3 separate regions of the Sus scrofa genome follow, and all the other regions are linked to region 3. Evidence: chromatin contacts called from public HiChIP or PLAC-seq data. All regions are on one chromosome and are shown on one strand. The core of a region is the stretch at or near the end of the contact, and the rest is flanking DNA. Distances in the headings are between cores, read along the strand shown.

Region 1 (2,938 bases), core at 61-2,560, 220 kb after region 3:
CACCTCCTGGCCCTGGAGGCATCTTCCCAGGCATCCTGGGCATGGAGCTGCTTTGATAGCAAGGCCTCCCAGGAGCCGGAAAGACCTCCAGATATGGCTTTAAACCCCTGTTCCTCCCATTTTGCTGAATGGCCTTGGGCTGCTCACTTAATCCCTGGGTGCAGCCATTGGCACTAGGAGCCTTGTGGGCCTGAGCATCACTGGCGAATGTCCACAAGGTGCCTGGGGGGTGGTGTCTGCATGTGGCAGTCATCTCCTTTCTCCTGGTGGGTGGCAGGAGACTGAGGAGGGTCTGGACTCAGAGACAGGCCTGTGCTTTGGCCTGCGTCATCTCTGGGCCGCCTGGTGTCTTATGCCAGTGCAGATGGAGAGTGAATTCCGGCTGTGCTTGCAGACCCTGGAAAGCCCCTGCTTCCCCTGCCCTGGCCTCAGGCACACTCCAAGCCAGTCTCCATGCAAGGCTCGCTCAGTCTCACCTGCTCCACTTGCAGAACCTCTCTGTGCCCTGTTCCCTCCATCTCTATGGTCTCCTCTTCCCTCCCCCACAGTATCAGGACCCCACATCTTTCCCTGAGGGTCCTGGCAGACCCCTGGCACTGAAGATCTCCCAGGATTGAGGGTCCCAACACACCTTCCCCTCCTTGTCTCCTTTCCTGCCTGTTAAGGTCCTTTCCAGCTCTCCACAGCCCAGCTCAATTCTGCCTTCTCCCCCAAGTTCCCTGGTACCCCCAAAGCGCCCTTGAGTTCCTGCAAGCCTCACGCTGAATGAATGTGTTAAGGTCAAAAGATGTAGGGTCTGAATCCCAGCACGGTTCCTTCCTGCTGTGTGGCCTTCGGCAAGTTACTTAACCTCTCTGTGCCTTTGTGTTAGAAGGGTGTTTAAGAGCGCAGGCTCTGGAGCCAGATTGCTCCTTCACATCCTGCCTCGGTGATGTCTTAGCTGTGAAACAAGTGGCCTTAGCGCCCCGTGCCTCAGTTTCCCATCGGTTGAGAGAGGGTGGTTAGAAGACTGTGAGGATCTAGTTGATTGTGCGGAGGCTTCCGCATGCACGTTACAGCGCAGTGATGATGATTCTGATGATGCTGGCATGATGACAACCTGCCTGTTAAGGTCCTTTTCCAAATGGCCCCCAGGGTGCACTGTGGGCTTTTCCTCTAGAAGAGGGATTGGCAAATCTCCCCTGGAGATATTTCAGGCTTTCCGGACCACGCAGTCTCTGTCACAACTCCTCGGTGCTGCCACCGTCCTAGCGCGAAAGCAGCTCAGCCAACGCGGACAGGAATGGCCGTGGCTGTGTGCCAGTGACACTTGACGCAATGGGCTGAGCCTGGCTTTGGCCTCGGGCCTCGTTTGCTGACTCCTGCCCTAGATCAGTGTTTATCAGACTCTGTGGGAAGGACCAGTCTGTTTCATTTCCACTTTGTCACAAACGGATACTTCTGCACGTGACCCTGTTCTCGGGTGTGGGGACGCACGCTGGCCATGCACTGGGATGCTGCGGTCTTGTCAACACGCTCTCAAGTAGACTGAATTCTCTCGACTTCCCGCTCCCCCAGACCAAGCGTCACAGACCCAGGAGGCTGCCTGGACCACAGGGGGACAAGTGCCCATGTAGAGGGAGCAGACGGGGTTGAAGTGCTTTGTTAACTCTAGGAGGGTTCTCATGCTTCCGGCCGGAGCGCCCGGAGTCTTTAGGCTGTGACCACAGTGAACCCCACTCTGGGTCTGTTTCTCCTTTGGGGTCTCCCCAGTTCTTGGCTTCCTGTGACCCTCCAGGGGGTCCCTGGGGTAGAGGTCAGTGTGGGTGCTGCAGAAATGGCCCCTAAGATGCTCCTTGGAGGGGCTGTACCATGAGCTCATCTTGCCTGGCTCCCACACTGGGAAACCACGGCCAGAGGGTTCAGACCTCTGCCTTGGGGCTCCTGGGGGCCGTGTGCCTTTTCCCGTTTCGACTGGCCATGGTGGGTGCCGTCCTCCCGAGGTCCTCTCCCCAGGGATGGGGCTGTCTGCTTCTCTGCCGCTTTGTTCACTTTGCTTTTGTGTGAGAGAGAGTCTTGCTCCCTGCAGACTGCAGAGCTGCCCGCTTCCTTCTCACACCCCTGCATGCGTGCGTGCATGCACACACCAGAGCTGTGCCTGGCAACCTCTCTCCAGCCCTTCCTCCTTCCTTCGTGAGCTCTGGGTGCCTTGTGTTAGACATCATGGGGTGTGGGAGAGGGCGCAAGCTGAGCCCTTCTCTGCCTTCTGGAAGCTGCCCTCCGCCTTGGGGGCCACCTTTGGAGAGTTAAGAGGGATTTGTGGTCAGGGGCACAGAGGCCTAGGTGGGGCATACATTTCAATGATGGGGAAACCGAGGCTTGGGGATTTGACTGATGGACAGATACCTCTAGCCTAAGGCCTTGCATCTTCTTGCTTCCACATCAGGGCTGCCCGGGAAGGCCCTTCCCTTGACATTTCCAGCCTCTGGGCTTTGACAGGATCCCTGTTGATTCTGCTTACTCATCCTCCTGCTTCCCAGCCTCTTACAAGCTTTGGTTTTGGAGGGTCTGAAACATACATTCTAACACACCTACGTGGTCTCGTCTAATTCTCTTTGCAGAAATAACTGCTTAAAAAAAAAAAAAAGCCAGACAGCAAAAAGATGACTGGATTTTTATGGAAAATTGGGAGAATTAAGAAAGACGCCAAGAAGAAAATAATCACCTACAATCCCACGCTCTCCCAAGCCTTACTCTTGTCAGACATCACTAATTGATTGCCACCCCGCAGTATAACTGAGTGTTCTTGGCAGACAGGACTAATCGATTTGGACTGGTACACAGGGGAAGCCTGTCCTGTTTTCTCCTTTGAAAGGGTGTTTTTTTTTTTTTTTTTTTTTTTTATGTGTCTCAAATCAGAATGTAGTTGCTAAATCAGGATACATCTAATTCGTTAGTG
Region 2 (3,274 bases), core at 281-2,780, 170 kb after region 3:
TGCCCTGGGGCAGGGGGAGGACAGGTGCTGGACACAGGGTCCTTGTCCCTCAAGTAGGTTCCACTCTTCCTGGAACCAGCTGGGCTAGGGAGGAGGCTGACTGTTGCTGACTGCTGTTTCCATCCAGGAAGATGGCCCCGAGAGGACCAGGGTGGGGATGGGGTCATTGAGGTGACCTTGTCCCCAGGCTTCATTTGGCAACTGTCTGAAGATGTTTCATTTGTCCCCACCTGCAAGAGGTGCCACAGGTATAGTGGGTTGAGGTCAGGATGCACAGAGCAGCCACACAATGAAGATGGATCAGGTTCAAGGTCTTTAGTGCGAGGACCTGGCCTCAGGCTTTAGGGACTCACATCTTGGGTTTGTCCTGGGCAGAGAAGGGCAGGCATGGCCAGGTTCCCTTTTCCTGCTGTGTCTACATTTTTGTGGCCCAGAGCAAGCCCTCCTCCCCCCTCTTCCAGTCTCTAGGCATCCTAGAGCTGTTTCTTTGTTGTCACCAGCACAGGACAGCCCATCAGCCTCCCTTGGTAACATATCCCATGCCTGTTGGCTTCCCACAGTCGGGCTGCCACCATCTCACTCATCTTTCCCTAGGGCTGAGGGACAATTGGAGGGGTTAAAGTGGAAATTCACCTCCCCCTGTCACCAGCATCCCCTCCAGTGCCTTTGCTTTCACATGGGGAGGCGAGAGGTCTAGAGAGGGCAAGGAGTTGGCCCAGGGTCACACAGCACAGCACAGCCTGGACAGGGGAAGTCAGATGTTTGAGCAGGGAGGGCTCAGAGGGAGGGCTCTCAGCTCTAGGGCTCCCGGGGTCCCCTCTGTCCTACCAATTGGCTCCATCCACTGGCCAGACCTCCGCCCCCTGCCCATGGCCACAGTCATTATGGTTATTTATTTAATAGTTTTACAAGTCTTAAACCATTTCATGTGCATGTGTATTTACATAGGCTGTCAGGTTGCCTTTCTGTATTACTGAGAACACATTTCTTTTTTTGATTTAAAAAATATAGAATCGGTTTATCCCCACAAGGGAATACTCTTCAGCCATAAAAAGGAAAGAAGTGCTGATCCATGTTACAGTGTGGACGAACCTCAAAAACCTGAGGCTGGATGAGTGAAAGAAGCCAGTCACAAAAGGCCACATGTTGTGTGGTTCCACTGAAACAAAACATTCAAAAGAGGCAAATCCATAGAGACAGAAAGCAGATTAGTGGTGGTCAGGGGCTGGGGCCCCAGGCATGGGGAGAGACTGCTCATTGGGTAGGGGGTTTCTTTTCCTTTGGGGTTACGGAAATGTTTTGGAACTAGATAGAGTTGGTGGTCGCACGGCATTGTGACAGTAATCAATGCCACTGAATTTATTTTATAATGCTTAGTTTTATGTTCTGTGAATTTCACCTCAATAAAAAAATAATTTGGGAACTGAAAAAGATTTCTATTGAGCTCTTACGACAGGCTAGGCAGTCTATGTGTATACTCTCACTGAGTCTCTAAGCCCCGTGAGATGAGAGTTTCCATTTCGTAGGTGGGGAACTGGTTCAGAGATGTTAAGCAACATACCGAGGTTACACAGCTAGAAAGTGGTGGAACCAGGACTTGAAGCCGGGTCTTGGGCCAAATCCTGAGGTCTCTCCACAGCTGTGCTCTGTGGCCTCCCTGCAGGCTGAGCCCAGCCATAGAGAGGTAGAAGCCTGTGCCAGAGTCGGGGGGCTCTCCTGCCTGCCCTCCAGCCGTGGACATCCCTGTGGGCGCCAGTGGGCCTTTGAGGGGTGCTGGGTGGTGGGCGAGTCTGGGTGTGATCCAGAGGCTCTGGGGCCAGTTTGACTCTCACACAGTGGCTGTTCTGTGCCCCTCGTCCCCCACCCCCACCTCCCCCACAGAAGCAGGAACTTTCCAACACAGGGGCCGGCTGTGAATCAGCGCGGCTCACTCTGGGGAGTACGTGGGGCCTCCGGGGCTGTTTTCAGTTTCTGCTGAGTTTCTCACTCTGACTCAGTGCTGCCCGTGGCCTGGCAGCCTGGGCTTCAGAGCACCTGCTGAGCTCCTGTGGGACGTCAGAAAGAACCGGCTTGGAGGCTGCCCCTTGATGGGCCTCAGTTTTCTCATCTATGTGGTGGGGGCAGCGAGGGAGGTGTTTATGGGTCTTTACTGGCATCACATGGTGGAGCCCGGGGACCCCACGTGTCCAGGCTGTGCAGAGGGATTTGGTGCAGACATGAGAGGCCGAAAGCTGGGAGATACACTGGGGAGACACCAGGGGGTGGCGGCCTGTGCCCTGTACCCCGTCCAGCTCTGTCCATGTGTGTCCTGGGCATTCTGTTCTCCATGTGGGCAGCCGCCGAGCCTGGTCAGGGAATGGTGGCCACTGTAGCCTGCATCTTCCCGCTGCAGAGGCTGGGGTGGGGATCTATGTGACCTGGCTCGGGGCCTGAGCCTGGGTGTCCTCGGTGCCCGGGGTCTGGGCTGGTGAATCCTGATGGCTAGCTGGAACTAAGCGCTTGCTGTGTGCCAGGCTATGTATTTCTCCACAAAGTAGCCCCTGGAATCACCCCCACTTGATAGATGGGAAACTGAGGCTCAGAGAAGCACGGTGACAGTCCCAGGGCTTTATAGAATGGTAGAGCTGGCATCTGTGCCTGAGCCGGTCTGATTTTGCCCCCCAACACCGCTTATCATCTCTATTTTATAAAAGCAGAGGAAACAGCTTCAGAGAAGTTAAGCAACAAGCATGGGGTTGCCCAGCTGGAACCTGGTGCAGCTGGGATTGGGTGCTGGGCTATCGGCATCTGCTGGGCCTCACTGTCCCTGTCTATGCAGGCTGGGCTGGTTCCCCTGGCACACAGGTCTCAGGGGGCTGGTGTTGCGGGGGCAGGGGATTTGTGGAGGGTTGAGCTTTTGCGAGAGGGGGAGCCTGCAGAGGGAGGCCTGGGGGCTGGGGGAGGAATGGGGAGCTGCGGAAGTGTGCAGAGATCCTGATCTCCCATCGGGGACCAGGTCAGCGGGAACCTCCCCTCCCACTTGAGTTGCCAGGCTCACTGGAATATCCCCTGGGCCCCGGGTGACAAATCTCTTTCACCGTCTCTTGACCCAGACAATTAATTGCTTCTGGTGATCGATCGATGGTGCCCTGACACCCCTGCGCTCCCAGGCAGCCGCCCCCCACCCCGCCCTGCAGCCACCAGTGGCCCAGACCCTATCCTGGGCAGGGGGGGCAGGAGGCAGGGAAGGTATTTCTGGCGGTCCCACCATCAGGGTGCGGGGCCAGGTGGCCTC
Region 3 (3,102 bases), core at 102-2,601:
CAGGCATACTCCTTCCGCAAGACCTTTGCACTGTCTATTCCTGCTCCCCTAGATCCAAACATGGCTCAAACCCCCTGCTGCCTTCAAGTCTTTGCCCAAATGTCACCTCCACAGAGAGGCCTGCCCAGATTTCTTCTCTGTCTCCAAGGACTCCAGACTTCTCTTCAGTCTTGTCTTTTGCTTGATTTCTTGTTAGCCCCAGCCTCCCTTGGTTATGTACATGCAAATGACAACGTGGATGACTCTCAGAACAATTATGCTAAATGAAAGAAGTTAGGGGAATTCCTTAGGTGGTCTTGGGTTAGGATTCGGTATTTTTACTGCTGCTGCCCAGGTTCCATCCCTGGTCTGAGAACTGAGATCCCGCACCAAGCTGCTGCACAAAGTTAGACACAAAAGGAGGACCTACTGTGTGATTCCGTTTAGATGAAATGATTCCTTTAAAAAAAAAAAAAAGAAAAAGAAATGATTCCTTTTATATACATTTTAATGGGCTCTCTGCTGCCTTGCCCCAAACAATAGCTACATATGGCCATTGGAGCACCTGAAATGTGGCCGGTGAGACTACAGAATGGAAATTTAAATTTCCTTTTATTTTAATCAATTTAAATGTAAAATGAAAAAACCCAGCTGGTTGCAACAGACGTGGATGCAAATATTAAAGTGAAAGGATTTTTGGATAGTGCTTGGAAGACTTTGAAGTCTCTGCGGAACCTCCTGGGTAGGTTCATCTACCTTTTCTAACTTGTTGATTTTGTGAAACCAAAATGCTGATCAAGTGTTTCTGATGGGAACTGACCCCCACATGAGGATGAGCTGTCAGCGTAGAGTACAGTGGATTTCAAAGCGTTCATCTGAAAAAAAAGGAACCTAAATATCTCGCTGATAATTTTTCATGTGGATTCAATGCTGAAAAAATAATATTTTGGATCAATTAGGTTAAATAAAATATCAAACAATTTCATCTGGTTTTCTTTTCTTTCATTCTTTTTCTTTTTCTTTTTTTGGCTGTGCCCACAGCATGTAGAAATTCCCAGGCCATGGATCTAACCCACACCACAGCAGCAACCAGAGCAGCTACAGAGATACTGTGGGATCCTTCGCCCTCTGCGCTATCAGGGAATTCTTTTTTCTTCTTCTTTTTCTTCTTCTTCTTTTTTTTTTTTTTTTAATGTGGCTACAGGAAATTTTCAGTTCTGCACGTGGCTGGCTTCTGTTTCCCGGGGACACAGCTGCTTTGGAGTGCCAGCTCCATGAAAGCCGGTTTCTGGGCTCACTCTTTATCATCAGCTTCTAGAACCTGGCTGCCATGTGTTCTGGGTCCCTGTCTCCCCTAGTGGAAGGGTTCATCCTTGGTTTGCTGACCGTGGGCATCTGTCCTCAGAACCAGGGCATTCCCGGCCCAAGAGCAGCTGCTGGAGGGTGCGGGCAGGATGACTCAGTTCCTGCGCTGGGAAGGGGAACTTGGGCGTCTGCTGAGACCTTGTCCCCATGGCTTCTCCCCCGTCGTGTTTGCCAAACGCCTTTCTCCCTTTGCCCACCCCCGGATGGCCACGGCTGGGCTGCTGGGACGCCTCCCCGTTGGCTGTGGAAATGGTTTGCATCATTTTGTACCCGAGGCCCTGGGGGCATCTGAAGTTCAGATCCACTGGAAGGAAATCAGCCTGTGCCTTGTTCTCTCCACAAAACAAGAATCAATACAGCATGAATTCAGAGGACACCACCTCTTTCAAATGCCTCTGAGCAGGGATCGCCAGAATCCCGAGTAAGGGGGTGGGGGTGGGAGTGGGGTCATAAATGGGCCACTGGGTGGAGGAGGGTTTGTGTGCAATGGCTTTTTTTCCCCTAAGCATTTAAACAAATTATGGTAAAAGAGACATAAAATTTACCCTTTCCACCCTCTTTTAGTGTACAGTTGAGTGGCATTAAGTTACAGTGACATTGTTGGTCCCTTTGGTCTCCAACACTTTTTTGTCTTACTCAACTCACTGGCTTTTCAGATGTGGGGAAGGCAGGGGGTGCCCTGGGGGAGAGGCCGGTATGGGAAGATCATGGGAAAAAGCAGGTGTCCCAGCCCAGACTGGATTTCCTCTTGGCATCTCTCTGGGAGCATGACTTCAGGAAATGTAGGCACAGTCACAGAAGGGTCATTCCAGAAGGTTTGCATAAAGGGGTTATTTGCAAAGGCTTGGGCAGGCCTGGGGGAAATCCTGGGCTAGAAATGGAGGAGCTGCTGTCACCTGGGGCTGGAAAGGAGGAGTTTCAGAAACCAGTAGGAGAAAAGACGTAGCATCTTCGGCTGTCAGAAGTGGGCATGACGCCCCTCAATGGAAGGAGACAACCAGCCCTGGGGAGCCATTGACCTCACTCTCCCCCAGAGTCCTGCAGGGGCTCCTTATGGGCCAAGTCTATCCAGAAAGCAGAGGGCAGTGGGCTGTGGGTTGTGTGGATCAGCCTCCAGGCAGAGAGCTTGAGGCAGGAAGGAGGAGAGAGATGTCAGCAAACGGAAGATACCTGCACACAGGGTCCGATTCATTTCCCAACATAATGAACACCTGTTCCTGTCTTCCCAGAGCCTGTGTCTCCTCCTCCTGGCAGCAGCCCTATTTATCATCTGGGCATCATTCTTCCATTCTCAGCCCAAAGATGGTGCATCCCCAACTCCAGGGAGGATGATTCTGTTCTAAACGGACTGGCTTATTGCATTCCTCTAGCTTCTGTGATTGGTTCACGATGGCCATTTAAGGCTCATCTGGTGATTTGGCTGCGGGGGCTGTGGGGATGCTGAAGGGGCATCTCTTTCCTGTTAGGTCCTGACCTGGGGGATGTAGCATAAAATTCCTGGCAGCCATTTTGCTACCATGTGGCATCTGTGCATGAAGCCAGCATGGAGAGGGAGAGAGAAATAGAGGGAGAGAGACATTTAGGCCTGATGACAGTATCTAAGCCCCTGGATCCAGCTATGCCTGAAGCTGAAACTATTTCTGGAATTTTAGTTACTTGAGCCAAGAAATTCCCTTTTTGATTCAGCTGGTTTGATTTGCATTGGCTTGCAAGAATTCCTGACATTATCAGTTTTTTCTTTTCTTCTTTTTCATTCTA

The links. HiChIP or PLAC-seq counts read pairs in DNA pulled down with a chosen protein or histone mark.
Region 1: an H3K27ac HiChIP or PLAC-seq map of alveolar macrophages shows a contact between it and region 3. The contact joins two enhancer-like sites. A contact is called at or near these places in 2 of 2 datasets of contacts at active chromatin or transcription factors (alveolar macrophages and skeletal muscle).
Region 2: an H3K27ac HiChIP or PLAC-seq map of alveolar macrophages shows a contact between it and region 3. The contact joins two enhancer-like sites. A contact is called at or near these places in 1 of 47 Hi-C or Micro-C datasets (epiblast stem cells) and 1 of 2 datasets of contacts at active chromatin or transcription factors (alveolar macrophages).

Annotation. Positions count from the first base shown.
Region 1 is chr14:28,666,096-28,669,033 of Sscrofa11.1, forward strand. All of the region lies in intron 3 of NCOR2 (nuclear receptor corepressor 2), which reads left to right. Among named protein-coding and RNA genes, the nearest start is that of NCOR2, 25 kb to the left of the region's middle. Within about 2 kb of position 1,311, at least 36 of the 83 cell types and tissues checked have an H3K27ac peak or open chromatin away from gene starts, as enhancers often do. A contact at or near this core is called in alveolar macrophages, where this site is marked.
Region 2 is chr14:28,612,926-28,616,199 of Sscrofa11.1, forward strand. No RefSeq gene overlaps it. Among named protein-coding and RNA genes, the nearest start is that of NCOR2, 28 kb to the right of the region's middle. Within about 2 kb of position 1,531, at least 14 of the 83 cell types and tissues checked have an H3K27ac peak or open chromatin away from gene starts, as enhancers often do. A contact at or near this core is called in alveolar macrophages, where this site is marked.
Region 3 is chr14:28,445,325-28,448,426 of Sscrofa11.1, forward strand. No RefSeq gene overlaps it. Among named protein-coding and RNA genes, the nearest start is that of SCARB1, 150 kb to the left of the region's middle. Within about 2 kb of position 1,352, at least 8 of the 83 cell types and tissues checked have an H3K27ac peak or open chromatin away from gene starts, as enhancers often do. A contact at or near this core is called in alveolar macrophages, where this site is marked.